Regions from separate parts of the Astyanax mexicanus genome. Here region 1 is linked to region 2. The links are chromatin contacts, called in public Hi-C maps. All regions are on one chromosome and are shown on one strand. Each heading gives the region's core, a stretch centred on a gene start, on an enhancer-like site or on the middle of the called end of the contact. The rest is flanking DNA. Distances are from core to core; before and after follow the strand shown. Region 1 overlaps zgc:66433 (DUF4592 domain-containing protein). Region 2 holds the start of zgc:66433 (DUF4592 domain-containing protein).

What was found. A called contact is a pair of places that touch in the nucleus more often than the background predicts.
Region 1: a Hi-C map of blood shows a contact between it and region 2, with 4 times the contacts expected there. The contact joins the enhancer-like site here to the promoter of zgc:66433 in region 2. A contact is called at or near these places in 2 of 3 Hi-C or Micro-C datasets (blood and muscle).

The regions. Positions count from the first base shown.
Region 1 is chr10:22,273,138-22,280,688 of AstMex3_surface, reverse strand. zgc:66433 (DUF4592 domain-containing protein) reads right to left here. Exons shown (of 14, transcript XM_022683470.2): 4 at 7,037-7,205; 5 at 3,942-4,074; 6 at 2,622-2,780; 7 at 248-313. Among protein-coding and RNA genes, the nearest start is that of zgc:66433, 44 kb to the right of the region's middle. Within about 2 kb of position 5,503, the one cell type or tissue checked has an H3K27ac peak away from gene starts, as active enhancers do.
Region 2 is chr10:22,230,088-22,237,750 of AstMex3_surface, reverse strand. zgc:66433 (DUF4592 domain-containing protein) reads right to left here and starts at 4,687. Exons shown (of 14, transcript XM_022683470.2): 1 at 4,576-4,687. It overlaps LOC103033097 (lysozyme g), which reads right to left. Exons shown (of 5, transcript XM_022683465.2): 5 at 7,250-7,663. The coding sequence ends at 7,625.

The DNA.
Region 1 (7,551 bases), core at 4,254-6,753, 42 kb before region 2:
CCATACAAGCCTTCTGTGAATAAGATTAAAAACCCTACTGCCATCAAAGAACCACTTTCAAAGAGTGGAACATTAAATAATGATGTAAAATATTTTATAAGGTGCTGAATCCCAAAAATCTCCAAACGGAATTGGACAGCACTAGTTTGTTTCAAGATTAGATCTAGAAATTAAGTCAATAACCATTCAGAAATTTTATTTTTTTGGTGTATTTTCTCTGTTTGAAGCCATTGAGAAGTGTTTGTACCTGGTCATCATCGCTGTCTGTTCCCTCGATGCTAAGGGAGCTGGTTCTCTGGACCACACCAGACGACTGGAAGAGACAAGAGACAAAGATACTAGGACTCAAATTCATTGCAGCTTCTATAGTGCTACACTATATGTACTACATTTGTACATAATCCTTATATTTAGTGCATGCTATGATACTATTTCTTTTGTACCTTCATAGAAAAGGATTTTTAACAGAATAAGACCTGGATCTGGAACTCTAAGCATGTTTGCTTAAAGTTGGTGCTAATTAGGAGAATCAGTACCAAAATGTACCTGCCATCTGTGTGGCTATAGTGTGGCATTTTCCCTACTCAAAATTGGTATCTGCTTATCTTTCAGATTTTTTTTGTCTGTCCTGTTTTGTGCCCCATTACAAAAATAGTCTGGAATAAAACAACTTTTCTAGTTTAAGCATCACCTAGGCAGTTATAGGAGTGTAGGCTGTTGAAGGATACTGTGGGCCAAATACTGTATATACTGTATGCATATGTGCAGGGATAATAAAAAAATAACAAATAAAAATGGGCTTACTAGAATTATTTTTTACATACCGTATTTTCTGCACTATAAGACACACTTAAAATCCTTTAGCTAATTTTCCCAAAAATCATCAGTCTGCCTCATAATCTGGTGCACCTTATGTATGAATTTTACCAGCCAGGTTGAAAGGAGCAGTAAAGCCACTCTGCTGAAATACAGCTTTATACAGGAGTTTCAGTAAAGCATTATTATAGTATTAGCATTAGCCGCTAACCATGCTAAGCACCAGCTCTTTCGCGGTTCATCGGTGAGTATATTGGCCTGTAGCCTGTGCATTTACTGTGTTAAAACAAGCTACATGGGACAAACTGCTAACTAACATCGCCCTGACTTTCCGAAACACGTAGGATTCCTCAGTGTCCTCAGCCTTAGAGCTGGAAAAATGAAAATAAATAAAATGTGCCTTATAACCCCAAATTTTTGACCTAGTATTTGTTTTTCTATTCAAGTTAACTGTCAGTTTATATTATGGCATTTACTTGTTATGAGGTTATGTAAGTTTTAATGTTTTGACACTAATTCACTCCAAGAACAATGATTCTGGACTTAAGACTAGGTCATTTAGCCAAAACATATAATGATGCTTCTGTTAATACTATAGGGCAGTCACTGATGGACGCTGCTAGTCTAAATGAAGCAGCAATACTGGTTCAAGACCCTTTCATGCGGATTAATGGCAAGCTCTTCACTATTTTTGCTTCGCGTGTAAGCCACACAGGGCAGGCAGGGACATGGTGTCCATAGCAGGAAGGACATGAATGGAGAGAGGAGACAGGTACAGAGAGCTCGGCCCAAAGCTGAGTGAGGACAAGCATCAGGCTTAATCCAGTTAGACAACTCAGCAGGGAGCTTCCTGTGTCTGCACTCGGGCCCCGTGATGTCAGATACTATCACACGCTGCTGAGAGCCTGATCCATTCACATGCCTGATCACTGGTGTCTGACATTCAAGAGTGTGTTTCTTTACATTTTAGCAGCTCCTAAAACATATTGAGCTAAAATGTATCAATTCTGTTATGTAAAACAGAATGTGAACATGCCAAGAAAGTGCATTTTATACGGCTTGGCCTGTCACAATGGTAATTGTTAATTTTAATGACTAATTGTACAATATATTGTCATAACCTTAACTATTCTGACCACAATATTGCCTATTGTGTTTACTAAGCAGGTAGAGACCACTGAAGCAAATTTGTCAATATTTCTGTTTAGTTTTCACTTGTTTTTGTGTTTATTTATGTGATTTTTAAATATATATTAAAATGTTAGGGGTAGCTAACTAAGTAAAGCTAAGCTAAGTAAAGAAACTGTAATAGCTAGCTAGCTAGGGTTAGTAGCAGGCTACAGGCTAAGAATACTCCCCTCTGAATGCGGAAATAGCAGGTAAAGCTAATGCTGCTCCAGCAGTGAAAGCCGGGTTTAGGAGCAGGCTACAAGCCAATAACACTGCAATTTGGCAGAGTGGCTTTACTTCTTCTTACAACCTGACTGGTAAAATTCATACGTAAGACGCAGTGGATTAAAAGGTGCACTTTTGATTTTTGGGAAAAATAGTATTTTAAGTAAAAGTATTTTAAGTGAACACTATAGTGCAAAAATTATGGTAAATGTATTACTCTCTTAAAATTACAATAATTATTATTTCTGGAACAATATATTGTCCAAACATTTACTGTGAAAGGCCTATATACAGTTAAACTATACATATTGAACCCTAGGCATTAGGCCTTGTAGCTACAAACAGGTTTTGGCCTATTGATGTTATATGGGGTGAACAGAGAGAGCAGATGTGGCAGTAGGAAACTGTACCCTTTGAGAGGAAGTTGCCAGAACAGTATGGAGGGTGGAGTACTCTGGTGGGCTGCAGGGCAGACCATCATCCTCTGACACAGCTCCCGCATCCTCGCCCTTCCTCACAGAGACGACTGCCGGCGGAGAGCCAAGTCGGATCGCCTGCTTCAGCTGCAGCTGTGGAGAGAACATCTGACTAAGCCTTGGACCAGAACCATCAAGCAACTTATGTGTTTTTTGTAGAAGCTTTACATTGTGTGACAACCCTGTAAAAATGTATGCACTCTAAGGATGTCCTTGCTCAGATCATGTGATTAGAAATTGGGGCCAAAAAATTACTTAAAGGACAACTTGAATATGTTCTTTCTTTTTTTCTTTTACTGCATTACAAAAGTATCGGATTGGGACTCTGTATCCGCAGATACTCAAAATCAAAGAGATTGTGATAATCACAAACCCACAAACTATTTATTTTTTAATATTTTTTACTTCTTTCATTGCAGTGCTGAAACGATGTACTCTACGGAGTCTTAAAGATCAGTAAAAGTGCCCACTCCCATCCTCAGACATGCCACATACTGTTTCTTCATTTGACCCTTTAAAGGGATCGTAAAGGCTTGATTATACATGCTACGCAATAAATATTCCTAACTACACTGTAACTATCACTGTGCCATAAATTCCCATTCGAATTTAACCATAACAAAAACTGTGCTGTCACATTTGGCCCAAGCCAGCAGACACTGTGGAGACTGAGGCATTAGTTAAAGTGGGCTAAAAATGACTGAAGTCTTGTAGGTCTTCATAAATCATGATGTACTCTGTGAGAAAAGACTAAAGATTAGAGTCCCTAAAACCCTTTCTCTATAGCAGTGATACATGTAATAATACAGCGCTGACAAATCTCTCTGACTAATGTGTTCAGATCTTTCCTTTGGTCTTCAGTCTTTGTTGTGTTTGTATCTAGTCACCTTGAAAGCACTCGTCTCTGTGAGAACTGAGCTAGATGAGAGATGTCAAAACCCAACACATCAAGCCTGTGTCTAGGGGCTTATGTACACGCTTGCTAATTTTATACCGGGAACTGACGGAGTGCCAAGTCTAATACTGATTAAAGTGAAGAGGATTGCAGAGGAGATACACACACTGGCCGCATCTGAGCCCATTCTGTCAGCTCTACACATACGACTGACCATTCAGACAGGGCTTAGCTGGACACTGACCACTGATATAACAATTGTTTACATGTAAACAGAGCTGAATCTCTGAGCTAAAAAAATCCTATAACTTATAATGAAGAAAACATTAAAAGCTTGCGTTGAGAAAGTGCTACTATACCTGCAGGGATTTGACTTTCCCATGTATGCTGTCCTGGGAGGCTCGGAGAGCTTCATTCGTTTCGGAACAGGGAGATTCAGAGGCGAATACACTGTCATGTGACAAAGCCTTGTTCCCCATGTTGATCTTGGACCTTTAAAAAAGACAAATGGGTTGTTTGTATAGTTTACTATATTAGAACACTTGCAGAAGAACTTCTTAACTGTCAGAAGAAGAAGTCAATGTGAATCTTTTGTCAATCTGGAGCATTTCTATTGGCTAATTAACTGAGATAAAATCTACTTTTAAGTATATAATACAACTATAACATATCAGTGAATTAAATGATGAAAATAATGGTGATCAGATACAGAGCACATTCAGAGAACCCTACTCACTTCAGCTCAGTTTCTTAACAGCTTCACAGGCGGCACAATATATTAATTTAGCATTGTTAATGCATTTTGAGGTTGTGAAATAGTCACATACGTACAATGTGCAAAGTCTGGGGCAATGTTAAAGTATATCAAGCACAGCATGCTACAGCTTTTTTGTTTTTTGAAACAAAAATCAAATCTGGTTAAAATTCCCTAAAAATTTCCTAATATTGCAAAATATACACTGCAGAAAAATGATGTATAGCAAGGCATTTGTTTCCCAATATTGTGTAGCCCTTGTTGACAGTCAAAATATTCTAATGAATAGACCAATAAACATTGGTATTGTTAGTTCTATTTAAAGTTTAAAGAATTTGAAGAAAATCCCATTAAACATCTGTGACAAGACATGAAAACAGCTGCTCACAGATGCTCTCCATCCAACTTGGCTGAGTTTGAGCTATATTACAAAGAAGAATGGGCAAAAATCTCAAGCTCTAGATGTGCAAAGCTGGTAGAGCTTGTGTAAGCTGGTAGAGCCATATGTAATTTGTAATATTTTTGCACATCACACTTTACAGATTTTATTTGATTAAACATTTAAAAATGTATCTATCATTTTTATTTTACTTCAGTTATATGTGCTATTATGTGCTGCTTTGTGTTCTTCTACAATATAAAATCTCAATAAAATACATTTAGGTTTGTGGTTGTAAGGTTCCAAAATTTGAAAAAAAAACTTTAAGGGGTATGAAACATTTTGTAAGCCACTGTACGTAAATATGGGAGCTTTAGGGAGATCCCAAAATGGGCCTTTTTAAAACTTTTGTTACATTTAACTACAAAGGGTTTGAATTACCTGACTTTGCAGTGTGCTGGCATTGTGAAAGGCTAGTCAATCAAAATCTTTCCTTAGGCATTAAAATTACTATTCCTTTATACTTTAAACGAAACCATATGAACCAACATATTTACATTTGAAAATAATGTCAAGCAACAGCACTGCTTGACATTTGTTATATTCTTTCATAGACTTTATCTAAACTGCTGAGAACAAGTATAAATAAACCTTATAAATGAACCATTTTTTGTTTGCACAATCCATGACTTCTAGCTTTAACACATATTTGGCCCAGTCTGCTCCCCATCCCCCCAGCCCAGAGTGGTTTCCTCGGATTGCAAAGCACTCAGCTCTGGCTCTCTCTCACATAGAAAAACAGCGTGTTTATTATACAGCTGATCATGCCAGTGGGAGAGCGTTGGCTAATTCCCTGCTGCACATCTGAACTCAGCACAAAAATGTGCCTTACATGGAGCTGGAGGCCTGTAGACATCGGCAGTGCAGTTCTGCACTCTGACACTCCTGACTCGCACATTTTGTTGGTGTTGAGGAGGTGTTTGCATGCGCAGACAAAGCAATAATTTGGGATATGGTTGAGTAAACACTGCATTCCTGAAGTAACACAAAACAGCTCGCTGCAGGATTCCTCAGGTTTAGCTATGTGGATGGACTGCTCTTTGTATGTTTATTTGTCTACAATATAAAGGGGAAAAAAACTTAACAGTAAATATTTTATATTTGCAACAATAATCAAGGTATATGGTCTTTTAAGAAGAACAAAAAGCTATCGTTGCTGAATACCAACAAACGAAATTGTTTATTATAGCATGTAAACATTGTTATATTTTTATAATCCCTAAAGCACTGCCACTATGATCGTGATACTGATCGAATCCTGGTCATGTAGCTTGCCATCAGCTGCCGGAGCCCTGAGAGAGCACAATTGGCCTTGCTCTCTCTGGGTGGGTAGATGGTGCTCTCTCCCCACATCACTCCTAGGGTGATGTCTGCAGCACAAGGTGTCTGTGAGCTGATGTATCAGAACCGAGTCCTCCGAGTGTGCTGTGATGCTAGTCAGCCATTCGAAAAGAGGTGGTGGCAGATTTTACATGTATCGGAGGAGACATTTGCTAGTCTTCACCCTCCAGGTGTTGTAATCACTACTGACGAGGGATATACAGCTGGTATAATAACTATAGAAATTATAATAATTTCCATAAGATCTATTTATACCCTGACATGTATAAGTTGTGAGGTGTTATATTGTGATCGAGGCTGAACAATGTCTAGCATGCTTAAGGTAAGGTGATGTGAATTATCAGAGTTTAAGTCTAATATCTTGAGAGTGGGTGGCAGATAGATGGCACATTAAATTTCCAAACCTTTGTGAGCATTTAACATTCCTCAATATGTATGTAAATATCTTTGATCTCATTGGCTTCCATGAATAGTGCTTTACTCAATAAGCAGTGTGGGTTAAAAAACACTGTTTATAACTTCAGTTTGAACGGGTGAGTTAGTAACGGTTGAAGGCTGAATCGGTGGATATACTATGTGTAAATAATAAGCTTTAACACTATATATGGATTGTTTGGATTGGTGAGTGAGAGATATTGTATGTTTAGAAAAAATAGCAATGTTTACATACATTCAATGAGCACCTTCTTTTAGTTTTTCTATGTGTGGGCTCTTTTTGTATTAAAATACCAGTCAGTTAAAGCATAACTGAGTGCTGTGTGTTATCGATAATGCTGCTAAAATTAGCTCTCCAATGTACAGTCCATGATGCACAGTCAATAGTAGTTATCTTGTCATTGATAACACCTCGCTCAGCACCACAAAGAACTGCTGAATACAACAATGCAGAGAGAATTGATTTTAAATAATCATCCTCTTACCCAGAGTCGCTGTCTTTGTCAGAGAGCGTGGGGGTGGGCTCAGGAGTGTTAACATCATCACTGGACTGACTGGACTTCAACCCACTCTCCCCCACGGGAGCAGCCGGCTCCTTCCTCTTCTTCTTAGCGAAGAAGTTCTTGAACGTCTGGAATTTGGACTTCTTTTTCCCTGGTGTGGAAACAGGCAGGCGGTTGTGTTTAGAACATTTTAGAGCACCTCTGAAATGCAGGAATGTAAACGGGCTGGCAGACTAACTGGCATATTTGTATACATTGACTTAGAAGGGTAGTTTGCTTTATTCCTGTAGTTGAGCTTCTCAGTGCATAGTGATCGATTTCTAGGACAAAAGTATTGGAATACCTCCTCAAGCACTTAAAATTCTTTAATTTTCCCAAAAATTGTCATTGCGCCATATAATTCATTGCATTTTATGTATGAATTCTACCAGTCAGGTTGTAAGGAGCAGTAAAGCCACTCCGCTGAACTACAGCTTTATACAGGAGTTTTAGTTTAG
Region 2 (7,663 bases), core at 3,438-5,937:
ATTAAATACAGGAGGCCTTACAGGCATACCAAAGATCAGTGCAGAGTACTTTAGCTTCAACTTCATGGGACATGCCAAAAGTAATAGGGCACAATACAATCATCATTACATTTCTGGCATGTCTTAGAAGAACATCATTAGCAGCTAACACTAACACTAAAGGTCTTTCCTCGTCCCATTAAAGGACATTTTCCTAGTCCCATCTGAGGATTCATCCATAAGAGATTCCAGGACAATGACTCAAGTTCTAAATCCTTAGTTTTAGGCCACAACTATGAATGCTTCAGTTCAATGCTAGTTTGCGTAGGTTTTTGACACATTCTGCACAGTGTTTTATCAGATGGAAACAGCTTAATGTGACGTTTCTATTTGAAGGACAGGGTGTGATCATCTCCCACGGGACCAGGCGAGAGGCCCCCCTCCATTCAGCTTGACTGAATCCCTCAACGTTTCGACAGTTTTCACCAACTCCGGTTCCTTCGGTCAGCCCCTGCAGAGCATCGTTTTTCTTTTCCTCACAAAGCCTCTTGGAATTCCAGCCCACATCTGGAACACATCTTTGGGAGGCAGCTCCTCGAGCCCACATTCTAATTAAGGCCATGTACGTCGAACTGTAAATAACTGAGAAAAAAAATACGATACCCCAGAGCGCACAGAGCGGCCTGAGCTGTTAGAGACCGTCTAGCAACTTGATTAAACGAGCCATAACATTTCATAAAGCGTGCAGAGAAAGATACCGAGGTGAAGGGAACCCTTATGTGGTGGTTATCTTCTCACCAGGACATGAGAACAATCCCTTTTAAACCACTGGCCTCTGCAGCTGAGCGAAATCTCTGTGTGTATCTGTGCTAAGCCCTTCTTCTGCATAAAAAAAGGACCCTGCTGGTTTCGCACAGCTTGATCGATTGGCCCAACCCCCTTTCCCTCTGTCTACGGCCGTTTAACTTTACCTCCCCCTATTCTCCGGGCCCTTTAAAGCTCTGTGTGTGGTGAGTGGACGGGCGTTCCCTAAAGCACTCTCTGAAGACTTTAATGGGACGACAATAATTAAATAATTGCGCCTGGCTTTTTACAGTGTTTTCGCTCTCTTTGCAGGACCCTTTGGGCCTATTAAAAACAAATGGCCAAATGAAGTCAGTTTACAGGACAATAGGCTTTCCCAACCAAGCACAAGTCTATGTGTTTTTAATTAGCTCTAAATAAACTACAGGACAGATGGGACTGCATGCTATGAATATTATGTGGAACTCAAATAAACAAGAAAGATTGTGTTACACCTGACCTTACAACTTCTACTGTTCATGTGACTTACAACTAGTGCTGGGTGATAAATCTGCAGAATATGTTTGAAAAATAATAAACATTTTATTATCTATATAAATAAAAAAAACACCAAATAATGGTGTAAATCACATAAAATAGTAATTTTGCACTGTACATTCAGCTCCACAACTTGGATTTTCTACTTAACTGTAGGTACACAATCTACTGAGAGCTTCCACAAAAAATACATTAAATACCCTATTGCCCAAACTGTAAATGTATTGTCTGCCTGGTTAAAGAAAAAAACTCCACATAAACAAACAGAAAAGATGTAAAGGAGTGTCAGTGACTTGGTTAAAAATGCTCTCAGTCAGAAACGTTAAAACATACTTATGAAAAGGTATTACATGCAATGGTCATAAATACATTGTATCAAACCTCAAAAACAGTTAAGGACAGTTTTGAGATAAAAGTTTGACCTTAATATGACCTCAAATAAGGTTGGGAATCACAGTCTCTCTCACAATACGTTATTATCATAATACGTTGTCCACGATAAGGATGAAATCACAATACTGATATACAATTCTGCCATATATCACAAGACAATTATCTATGACACTTTACAGCATCTACATTACTGAAGAAAATAAAATACATCTAAATAATATACAAGTATTATGAATTTATTTGTGTCAGGTTCACAGAATTTCATAACCAATGTTTTTCATGGCAGGTTTACCCAATTCACTTGATTAGAAACCATGTGAAGTAATAAAGCAGTAACTAAAGTATGTCTAATTGTAGGGGTTAGAGTGCTCATGTTTCAATAAAAAAATGATATTTGAATATTTGGAAATTTGATACAACACAATATTTTGGTACATTGTCCACCCCTACTCTTAAATTATTATCAGGGTTAATTCAATATTTTCTTTCAATTACGATTAATGAACTATTATTTCAATAAACGACAACCATCCCAAACCCTAGGCTGCAGTCAAGGTACACTCCATTTCTCAGCCATTACATCATGGAACATTGTTCCAAAAGTGAAGGACCCTTCGTATTCAGCTGAGAAATGCTGCCTTCCTTGCCCTCAGTTTTTCCCCACAATTCTCTGCACAAGTACAACATGAAGGGGAACAAGCAGCACAACAAAAATTGGGTGAACAGAATAAAAAACAAAGCCTGTGGACCGGAATTGTTTTTATATATACAATTCCCTTTCACAGAAGTTTTTCTCCTCAATTGTAAGAGGTGGACTGTTACACTGTTTCATATGTGTGTCCAACAGACTTCTGAGGAGTCTTTATAGAACAGTGCTACTAAGGACCAGCCCTATCTCCAATGCAGCTTAGGCTTTGGGACGCAGTGTTTCAGTGTTGAAGACTGGGCGGAAACAAGTGATGTGGTACTATGTTTTTACAGGGATAGCACATAAACATACAAAGGGGAAAAATATTAATAGATTAAACACAATAATATTACACTGCCTGGCAAAAAAAAAAAAAGTCGCCACCTGGATTTAATTGAGCATATGATCTAGGGCTGCTGCAGTTGGTCAAGTCTAGGTTCAGCAACTGTATGACAATGTCAGGATTCATGGGGCTGGAATTGTGATAAAGTGGTTTAGGGAGCATGAGATCATTTCATCATTTTCATTTCATTTTCACACACGATTTGGCCACCACAGAGTCCAGACCTTAACCTCATTGAGAATGTTTGTGATGTGCTGGAGAAGGCTTTGTGCAGTGGTCAGACTCTACCATCTTCAATGCTGCTGCAAGATTTTGGTGAAAAATTAATGCAACACTGGATTGAAATAAATCTTGTGACATTGCAGAACCTTATTGAAACAATGCCAGTGTGTGACCTTTTTTTGGTGTTATATAATAAAAGACACTTGTCAGGAGACACTTGTAGGTTAATTAGAAGATTTGGATAGTAATTTAAAGGGTGATGTAGACACGGTTAATGTAGATAATAACTGGTTATTATCACTACCATTGTACAGAAACTGGCAGTCAGAAATCAGTACATGTCTCTAAAATAAATTTAAAATGACAAAAAATTAAAAATCCAAGATTAAGGAGAGAGCCTTTGGAAAATCAGTAGAATCCCCCTTTAGTACATACAATACAGTGTAAGACTGCATTTTCTGTCATTTTAGACAGTGAAATCAGACCAAAATCAAAACAACCCATATGTGTGTTACATTATCTTAACAGAGAGTGAAATCAGTGGAAGAATGACAATTTATACTGAATTCATGCAAATAAGCACATTTACAAACATCCACACAAAAAGCATTACAGTAAATGTTTTCATCAGATCTGACTTTACATTATCATAAATCACAGATTCAGTACAGGATTAACTCTTTCCATAGATAGTCTGCACTTTTTAAAAAAATATTTGCTTATTGATGTATTTTAAAATCAGTTTTTAATTTTTTTATGAAAAATACTGTATACCACATTTCACCTTATTTTTCTGTGCAGTTAAACAGTATTTTAAAGGATTTGTACCCAAAGAACAACTGAATTTTTTTGTTAAATTACAGAAAATGTTGCTAATATTTCTTACACAAAAATACTAACAATAATATGTTTTTTTTCAATAGATTAGTTAAAAGCACTAACAAAAGCTGTATACATATATATATATATATAAATGTTTTTTTTTACAGTGTAAGGACATATTAAAACTGTCATAATAAAAGAGAATAAAGGCTAAAAGCTAGTTAACCAAGCTTTGTGAGTCTGCAGTGGTGGAAGCAGACCTCTCTAAATACAGTGTTTAAGTTCATAAACCTATTTCCAGAGGTGCTGCTGATTGACGCTTTTAAAGACTTTAAAGATCCATATTAAAGTGTAAATCCTAACTGTTGTCACAATACGGCTTTTTATACAGAAACTCGTATCATTATTAGACCTGAAACTGACAGTTCTGTCATTAGTCTACAACTTTACTAAACTAACCTGGTTATATTAGAGGCATTTATCTCACTCAGCTGCTGAAAGCGGCACTGTGGGAAAAAGCGTAAACATGAAACTAACGACAGAAGTCCGGGGCTGCTCTTAAAACAACACAAAGTTCCTACAAACTGCGAGAATTCACGAGAACCACTGAGATGTTTCTCTTTACTCAACAACATCTCTTTCTCTCTCTCATCTGCTGCTGCCGCTGCTTTGTCCTGGAACAGCTCTGCTGTTCTTACTACTAATAACAACACTGCAGGAAAACAACGAGCCAGTTCAGTACAGACTGAAGAAGCTCAGATAACACAGTAACACAGAGCGTACTCACAGGATCAGTGAAGCAGCAGAGTTCGGTGGTTCTCCATCAAAGCGCGAAACACCCGTGATTTTCCTCTAATTATACGAGCTGTTCTCTCACTTCCACTGAGAGCTGAGCTGAGAGCTGAGAGCTACCCAGGCTGAGGCTGAGAGAGAGGCTGAGCAGCGCCCCCTGCCGGGGGAAGCCCGTCTCACACCACACTCACATTAACATCTGTCATCTGTAACATTTTACTGTATAAAAAGTACTTTTTTATAATTGCTTTATATTTTGGAAATTCTGCAGAAACGCCCACTTTATAAATTTATTTAATTTAATATATTCTTATTTTCTTAGTGCTGTCACATTTAATCACATTCAACATCACATTCATCATAAAAGTATTTAAAATTCAATTATATTTAATTGACTTAAACCCCCCTGCAATGAACATCAGCCAGTAACAGATGCTGTAATTCTCTATATCTTTAGACCAACTTTATATAGATTGATACACCTTTATTCACCTAAAAATGACAATAAACAGTTACAGATATACAGCTTTGAAAAAAAACAAAACATAAGAGACCATTTAAAATAAAAAAATTATAAGTTTCTTTGATTTAACCAAATAAAACATTTCTGGAATATAATCAAGAGGAAGTTAGATGATCACAAGCCATCAAACCAAGCTGAACTGCTTAAAATGTTTGCACCGGGAGTTAAAGCATAAAGTTATCCAAAAGCAGTGTGTAAGACTGGTGGAGGAGAACATGCCAAGATGCATGAAAACTGTGATTAAAAAACATTTTCAGTTATTCTACCACATATTGATTTCTGAACTCTTACACTTTATGAATATAAACTTGTTTTCTTTGGATTATTTGAGGTCTGAAAGCTCTGCATCTTTTTTCTTATTTCAGCTATTTCTCATTTTCTGCAAATAAATGCTCTAAATTACAATATTTTTATTTGGAATTTAGGAGAAATGTTGTCATTAGTTTATAGAATAAAACATGAATAATCATTTTATTCAAACATATACCTATAAATAGCAAAATCAGAGAAACTGATTCAGAAACTGAAGTGGTGTCTTATATTTTTCCAGAGCTGTAGGTCACACATACCTAAGGTTATTTTCAAAAGATTAAAGGCTACTGAAATATGTTTTATGAAGTAACTACACTCTAAATCTTTTTTAGTACCTAAAATATGTTGCTCTGTGATAATAGAATATACCAGCCCTGCTTAAAATGCTTAAAAATAAGATTCAAATAATGTAAAAAAATAAAATTAAAATATAATAATGTATGCTCTTTAATATTTTAGTATATTTTAATATAAGTTGCCATGAGACCTTTATTATGAAGCTCAAAATAGTGCTTTATATTGGCAAAGCTATCTAAATTCCAAGCTGTATTAAAATATCCTTTTTTTTCATTTTTGTTTGTGATGGAATGGATGAGAAAATATTAAGAAAATATGCTATTTTTAAACAAAATACAAAGTACTGAGAGATTTTAAGGGTCCATTAAATTTTAAAAGGGGCCATTAAAAAGGGATTCCCCAATTTTCTCCCCAATTATCCAACCCACTCATTAGGACTCCCCCATATCACTAGTGATGCCCCAACAGGAGGGTGAAGACTAGCACATGCCTCCTCCAATAAACGTAATGTCAGCCTATTTTTGAACTGCTGCTGCACAGACGCCTCGTGCTGCGGACATCATCCTTTGGAGTGATGTGGGGAGAGAGCGCCATCTACCCACCCAGAGAGAGCAAGGTCAACTGTGCTCTCTCAGGGCTCCGGTTGCTGATGGCAAGCTACATGAACAAGATTCGAACTGGCAATCTCCTGATTATAGTGGCAGCGCTTAGCCTGCCAAAATGCGGTTTTTAAACGAGGAGAAAAAAAATCCAAACCTACATGGCCCTGTGTGAAAAAGGTCATCCTAAACCTAATAACTGGTCGGGTCAACCTTTTTAAGGTCATGCCACAGCATCTCAATAAGATTCATGTCAGGACTTTGACAAGGCCACTCCAAAGGCCACTTTTTTTTTTCTTCTTCAGCCATTCAAAGGTGGACTTACTGTTGTGTTTTGGATCATTGTCCTGCTGCAGAACCCAAGTTCATTTTAGTTTGAGGTCACGAACAGACAGCCGGACATTTTTCTTCAGGACTTTTTGGTAGACAGCAGAGTTCATGGTTTCATTTAGTTCTCCAGGTCCTCATACTTCCACCATCATATTGCCTTAAATTGCCTTATTTTTTATCAGAAATGTTTTTTATCTTGGCACTCTGCCATGCAGGCCATTTTTGCCAAGTCACTTTTTTTATGGTGGAGTCATGAATGCTGACCTTAACTGAGGCAAGTGAGGCCTGCAGTTCTTTGGACGTTGTTATGTTCCTAAATTACTGAAAAAAACTTGTAAAAGCAATGTTAATGGCCCCTTAGTAAGTATTAATACATATTAAGAAATATTATTTTCTTAATATTTTATCATCAGACATTCTTTCCCCTACAAACAAAAAATAAACGGGAAGCAAATTTAAATAAAAACTGGAATAAAATAATTGACCCAGTATTAGGTAGGCTATGATAAATTCATTATGATGATTTGTTTACCATGTGAATAACTACTGATTCGTATAAAAAGGTAAAGACAATAAGATACAGAAATTACTGGTGCAAAGGTGAACAGTTGATTTCATGAGAACATTTTATTGATTTTGCAATACAAAGCTTGAGCATTTAAATCTAAAGGTTTGCCTAATTCATGAAAATGTCCCACATGAGCTGACATTAACTAATCATGCGATTATATTTTATTCCATAAATTGAATAACCATAGTTATAAATGAAATGTTCATTTAAAATGTTTATAGAACTATTAAACGATTAACCACAAATTATGTGGTTATATTGTACTGTATCAATTGTTGGGGGTTATTAAAGCATGAAGTGCAGTAAAGGTAGCAACCAAGATGCAGTGCCTATCTGAACATAGACAAATACACTTTTTATAATCCAAAATCCAGTAATCATTGTATCATTTCAGTAACCTCTCAGTAGCCTCTCAGTAGCCATGGCGTTTGAACCACTGGGCCCTGGCGAC